2 separate regions of the Mus musculus genome follow, and region 2 is linked to region 1. The links are chromatin contacts, called in public HiChIP or PLAC-seq maps. All regions are on one chromosome and are shown on one strand. Each heading gives the region's core, a stretch centred on a gene start, on an enhancer-like site or on the middle of the called end of the contact. The rest is flanking DNA. Distances are from core to core; before and after follow the strand shown. Region 1 has its middle 52 kb from the start of Gpr65. Region 2 holds the start of Ptpn21 (protein tyrosine phosphatase, non-receptor type 21).

Region 1 (3,230 bases), core at 379-2,878:
TACATTTTGGTTCAACAGTAGTTTTGTCAGAATCCACAGTAATTTGGTCCCCAGAAGCAAAGAAACTTATTTTTCTAGATTCTTGACTTCTCTGCCTTTGAAACACACAGTAAGAGTCACTAGGAGAGAAGTATACTAGTCACATGGCATTATTTGACAGAATACTTACTGGATATTCCTAGTAACAGCCTAGTAACTACAGACTAAGAGTGGGAAGTGTGCCATTCCTCCCCTCTCTTCTTCCACTGAAGCCTAGGAGGTAGGTGCTCCATCTCTGCCATTTGCCATTTGGGCCTTCTACACTGCTGCCTTTCTGCCCATCTCTGGTATTGATAAAATAGATAAATCTCTTACCTAGAGATACATGCTGTCACAGTGTCCCCTCGAGCCTTATACCTGACAGTTTAGAGTTTCCCACTATGACCTTTGTTCATAATGTGTGTGCTGGTTTTCCCCATTGGCAGTTAAGTGCTACTGTGCAAGATTTCAGCCTCTTTGGTGCAAAGTTTCCTTCCACACAAAAAGACTAATAATAATATTTTCCTCTTAGTGTTGACACGAGAATTAAAAAGTGAAAATTCCTTAGCTCTGCTCAAGGAAAAACCAGTTGTTAAAAATACCAGCTATTGTCATGATTGCAAACAGCCCACAGAGGAATATAAAATCTTTAAAGTTAGCTTTCCTACAGCCTAAGTGCTAACAAAGTGACTCCATTTTCTTTTTTTTTAAATATTTTTTATTATTACGTATTTTCCTCAATTACATTTAGAATGCTATCCCAAAAGTCCCCCATACCCTCCCCCCTACTTCCCTACCCACCCATTCCCATTTTTTGGCCCTGGCATTCCCCTGTACTGGTGCATATAAAGTTTGCATGTCCAATGGGCCTCTCTTTCCAGTGATGGCCGGCTAGGCCATCTTTTGATACATATGCAGCTAGCGTCAAGAGCTCCGGGGTACTGGTTAGTTCATAATGTTGTTGCATCTACAGGGTTGCAGATCTCTTTAGCTCCTTGGATACTTTCTCTAGCTCCTCCATTGGGGGCCCTGTGATCCATCCAATAGCTGACTGTGAGCATCCACTTCTGTGTTTGCTAGGCCCTGGCATAGTCTCACAAGAGACAGCTATATCAGGGTCTTTTCAGCAAAATCTTGCTAGTGTATGCAATGGTGTCATCGTTTGGAGGCTAATTATGGGATGGATCTCTGGATATGGCAGTCTCTAGATGGTCCATACTTTTGTTTCAGCTCCAAACTTTGTCTCTGTAACTCCTTCCATGGGAAGACCAAAATGTGACTCCATTTTCTTAATGTTACTGAAGACAGTAAGAAGGGACTGGACTGGTGAACTTGTCTCAACTTGGACATATCAGTGGATTTTTATAAGATCAAAACTTAGTTTTCTGAGTAATTCCACATCAGCATAAACTATGGCATATAAAATAAGCATGGATTATGAAGGTAGTTATTAAACAGACACATTTATTTTTCAAATGCTTATTAAATAAGCTCAGTTTGGAATGTCTGAGTTGTCATTTTTTTGTTTTTTTTCCTGTCTACAGTTCAGCTTTTACCAGAACTTCCCTTTCCCATAGCCACTCTGGTTGAAACCAAGTCCCTGCATCTGTTCAGATCACAGAGAATGTTTTGGCATAAGCAGAAATCTATGCTTTGCTCTTTCTGTTTTAGATCATGTCTCATCTTCTTGTTCCTTAAAACTGTTGTCTCAGGGTTGGATTTCCTGTGAGCTCCCTTGAACAGACAATAGTTTTCTGCTCCCACGGGGGATAGTGCTTTATTATTCTGAAGAATTAAAATCAAACAGTTCCATCTAGAGAAATAAAAGCTATGGTGAGAAGACTGGTCAGGTGGATGGATGAAGCTCCCCTAGTAGCCAATGGCAACTCGCTATCTCTGAGCCCATTTTCTCAGCTATAAAATGAACTCAGTCTTCATTTCTACAAGCATGCCAAGACCTCAATAGATGCTCCTAGTTTATAGAAATAGCTCAACATCATGAGGTTCACGCTTTGATGCCAGGAACGGTAGGGTGGAGGTAGCAGGAGCCTGGGAGGATGAAGAGTCTGTAAGGGGCAATGGGCAATAAGACACACTTTATTCCTTCCATGTGAAGGCCATGAGGCAGGCCTATGAAGGCAAGTACCAGTATCCAGACACATACAGGCTGCACACAGGTGGACATAGGCATATATACAGATCAGTACACAGGCCACATGGAAATTGGCTCATAAACCTATGCCACACACACTCTGGTGAAGTCTGCTTGACAGGCTGAGAAGCCTGGGAGCACTCACGAGGCAAAGGGTTTCATGGAAACTCACCTCCTGGAGTTTTGGCGTTCTTGTTAACCCATATACTCATACTCTATTCCCGAGTTAGCCTGGTGTATGGATCCACGTGCTCTCTTTTAGTATTATCTTATTATAAGTGCCTTTTAAGATTGAATTCTGACATAGCTAAGCCTTCGCCAGTGTTCCAACGTCCTAGAAAGTCCTTGAGCTGACCATGGGCTTAGAATTCAATGTTGCCTCTTCAGTGACATTCAGAATTGCCTCTGCTATTACACTATCACTTAGAATAAAAGCCAAGTCGCTCCCATATACCGGAATTTACAATGGTTTAGGAAGTAGATCGGGCTGTGGTTTTAGGGTAATGCATTATTCATGAGATGGTTAGCTAGAGCGGAACTCCCTAATTAGAACCATGACTTAGGTGTGAAAGCCCTTGCCCTAGGAGTGTAAAGACCTCACACCCGGCTTCTAAGACTATAGCTGACCTTAGATAGGGCTGACTTTGTCTCAGTTGTTTTATTGCCCAGTTCCTGCCAGTCTTTGTGTTTACATTCCTCTGTTTTGTGTAAGAATCATTAAGCATCCAGTAACCTCATTTGTACCTTGCCAATGTGTCACCTAACTTCCCTATTTTCTTCTGTATAAAAAGTTTGATGCTCAATTTGACAAATTACATTCAGATTCTACACAATCTCACAAGTTGGTCTGTCTGTCACTTGCCGACTCCTTGCCCATCTGCACCCAGAGACCCGTCCACGCAGACAAAGGGACCCAGAGGGTCTGTGGCAAACCTATAGACAGATACACAGACAGAGGCTGACAGAGGCTCAGACTAAGGCCTCTGACATCTAGGCCTTGTTTATACACGACCCATATAAAAGTGGCATTCCTAGGAATCCAGTATCAATCATTTTGTGC
Region 2 (3,230 bases), core at 358-2,857, 420 kb before region 1:
GTCTGGCAGGCAGAGTGGGAAGACTTTCACTTAACAATCATGTTGTAAATGTTGGGGTTAAGCCATATAAATCGCCTCACCCCCTTTTGTAGGAAATATTCACCAGTAACTTATGCCTAATAATGTGTCCTCATGCCTTGCCATGGGGATGTTTCTGCCAAATTCACATGACTGAGGGAAACAGAGCTTAAGTGCATGGTTGGTAAATGACATCTGTAGACTGTGAAGAAGTTCAACTTGGTTGTCTAAAGCACCACTTGGGTTTTAGGATCATTTTCTATTTTTAAATTTCTTTCATTTTCTTCCCGATTCAATTAACACGTTTTTATTTAGTGCCTACTGTCTGCCCAGAACTGCCCTCGGAATTCTAAGAGGTATAAATGAAGCCTCTACGAAACAATTTATAATATTCCTGCCAAGTGCGGCAGCCACGGCGTGGCTAGAACTTTTTTTTAATCTTGGAAGTAGAGCCCTAAATTGAGTCGGAGAGGCGTGGAGGGTTGACATAAATGGAAAGGGGTCTGGTGGCGCTGCCCCCTCTTTGTTGGGGACAGTGGGCATGCTGGAGAGAAGGTAATTAGAGTGGCCAAGGACGCACTCTAGACCACACATAGAGGTCTAGTAGCTGAACTTCACCTTGGGCGAACACTGGGAAGGACTGACAAACCCGAGGGAGAGTAACCATGGGAGTAGTGCGAAGAGGAAGAACTCTGAGGAGATGAAGCCAGGTGCTCGCGGTGTGGTTTAGCAAGAATACAGTATAATAATAAGCACTGGAGTCCCGCTGAGGGCAGCTCCTCTCAGTTCTCTCTGAGCTACTTCCATGGTTACTCCTTGGCAGTAGTCCTTCCCAGTGGTTCTCCAAGGTAAAGCTAAGCTATTACACATAAAGGGGAGATCTAGAGTGGCTTCCCTGGGCTTCCTTATTTCTAGAACTCTTATCCCTCTGCTCCCTAGTGGATTCTGGGGAGCAGCACCTCCAGCCTGCTGCCCATTTGGGTCAGCTTTCCACTTCTCTCCAAGTTCAGAGTTCCTACAGAGGAGCAGTGTGTGCTTGATGGGAGGAGCAGGCACTTAAAGCGGGTAGGGTAGGGGGCGTGTAGAAAGTCTTGAACTGTCTTCAGCAATGTTCAAGAGTACTCCAACAACCCCAGTTTCTTTACAGACCACCACCTAATAATGCAACCAAGCCCTTTCTACCTGGACTCAAAATAACCTCCTCTTCACCTCCCTTTTTTCTTCTTCTTCAAAGCTCTGCTTTATTTGGAAACTTAAAATAACTGGTCACACGGTTAAAAACAGCAGCGGCGCGCCCCCTCCCCGGTGGCCGGCCGCAGCTGTCCGGCCTCCCCCGCGCCCTGCCGCCCGCATTCCAACTCTCTGAGGTCACGCGCCGCCGCCTCCCCGGATCCGCGCGCCCGGCCCTAGGGGAGGGACGCGGGCCCCGCAGCTCCGGCCCCGGCCCCCGAGCTCCCCCAGAGAGTGCCGCCGCGGCCCGGCCAGTGCGGGCAAGGCGTGCGGTCGGCGCGCGGGCCTGGGGCGCGGGCGACCGAGCAGCAGAGGCTGCGGCGGCTGCGAAGGCGCGGAGCCCAGGGAGGCGGGACGCAGAGCCGGAGCGCGGCCCCGACCCGGCGGGAGCCGGAGCAGGTGAGGCGCGGGGGACTCGGGCAGGGGCGTAACAAAGAGCGAAGTCTTCCCTTGCTCGCTCTGATCTCCTAGTCATTTCTAAAAAGAGTCTGGAACTTCTATTCCGGACTCCTCCGCGGATAGTTGAGGCTTAGTTCTGGATCGGGGTTTGAAATCTTGGGCATATTTGTGACTCTCGGAATATGTGGAGTATGAAGGTTGCCGTATAACTTTGGCAACAAGGGGCATAAAGGAAAGTCTGTTTGGCAACTCCTTGTTTCGGTTTTGGAGCAAAGCGTCTTTACTCCTGGAGGAAGAATTCTTGGATCTGCAAATTCCGACTTGTGATTTCTGTAAACCCTGTTTAGATTGGCTGCTCTGAGCATGCTTGTCCTATCCCCAGCCGCCGCGGCCGAGAAAGCCTTATGATTATAAAGAATGTTAGTAAAAACCTTCTGAATCTTTATGAGCTCCAAGGAACCACTGCAGTATGTCTAATAGTTACTGACCCATGTTTTCTTTTCTCTTTCTTTTTAAGTTTTGGACAAGACAACAGTTCCACACTGGAAATAGTTGTTTTGTTTGTAGGCCATTTGGTTATATGCACAAATGTTCTGTGAGAAACAGGATTGATTTAAGGCACTAAGATATAGGCGTTCTAAAAATGTTAGGCTCTCTTTTTTAGTGAATATTTAACGTTAAAGGAATAGTGGCAAAGTTCCATGAACATGTGGTGACTGACTTGAGGTGTGACTCGAGTTAAAGTCTCTGGTGAGACTCAGAGTTAAAGTAAATTTGAGAAACCTCTAGAAGGGGGTATGGCTAAGAAAAATGAGAAATGGACTCGCTAACAGTGCAGAGCATCTTCTGTAAACCCGTGAAGCAGGATTTAAATATGCATCTTTTCTTATTCTATAATGGGATGATTTTATAGAGAAATTAGCCTGATTTTCTCTTTTAAAGGCTATATATAGTCTATTTCATTTAGTAGTTGGCACCTATACCAACCCTCTCCAGAGTATCTTAAGTTTCTACCTCTTGGCTGTAATATTGAAACATAAGTTATGGCATCATCAAGATATATTAATCAAACATAAAATTTTAAGTTACTAAGCAGTTTTTCCACAGTAGGTTTTATATGAATAATCAAGAAACCAGACATTCTTAGGAGAAGATGCATAGAAATTTAACAATCAAATGATAACAGTTGCCCAAATAAAAAGAGAAAACATTGGTTTTTCCTCCTCCCCAGTGCTGTAAAACATTCCAAATCTCAGCGACAACTGGAAATTTGAGTTTGTCTATTCAGAACTTAATAATTAAGCTATATAGTGTAGTATACTGTGTTAAGGGCATAGTTCCATCTTTAGAGTGGAGACACTAGCACATTTGACAGTATATAAATCAGATGTCTTCCCTTTGGACGCATGAAACTTTTAAAAATATACGTTAATGTTTTAGTTGCCACAATTTGAAGACTGAAATCTACAACTTATGAGATAATACTTTGCACACTACACTTTCGTTGTTGTTTAGGTTTAGAGAAGCACAATTAGTGTATCTCCTAGGTAAAAGCTTGTTTAACTTTTTAAAAGTATTTTCAT

Evidence for each region. HiChIP or PLAC-seq counts read pairs in DNA pulled down with a chosen protein or histone mark.
Region 2: a contact with region 1 is called in an H3K4me3 HiChIP or PLAC-seq map of bone marrow-derived macrophages, with 3 times the contacts expected there. The contact joins the promoter of Ptpn21 here to the enhancer-like site in region 1. A contact is called at or near these places in 2 of 39 promoter capture datasets (the HPC-7 cell line and hippocampal neurons), 1 of 15 datasets of contacts at CTCF or cohesin (the NIH/3T3 cell line), 3 of 115 datasets of contacts at active chromatin or transcription factors (bone marrow-derived macrophages, embryonic midbrain and neural tube) and 1 of 9 other capture datasets (pancreatic islet).

What each region holds. Positions count from the first base shown.
Region 1 is chr12:98,318,624-98,321,853 of GRCm38.p6, reverse strand. No RefSeq gene overlaps it. Among named protein-coding and RNA genes, the nearest start is that of Gpr65, 52 kb to the right of the region's middle. Within about 2 kb of position 1,628, at least 10 of the 459 cell types and tissues checked have an H3K27ac peak or open chromatin away from gene starts, as enhancers often do. A contact at or near this core is called in bone marrow-derived macrophages, where this site is marked.
Region 2 is chr12:98,735,782-98,739,011 of GRCm38.p6, reverse strand. It overlaps Ptpn21 (protein tyrosine phosphatase, non-receptor type 21), which reads left to right and starts at 1,607. Exons shown (of 19, transcript NM_001146199.1): 1 at 1,607-1,647.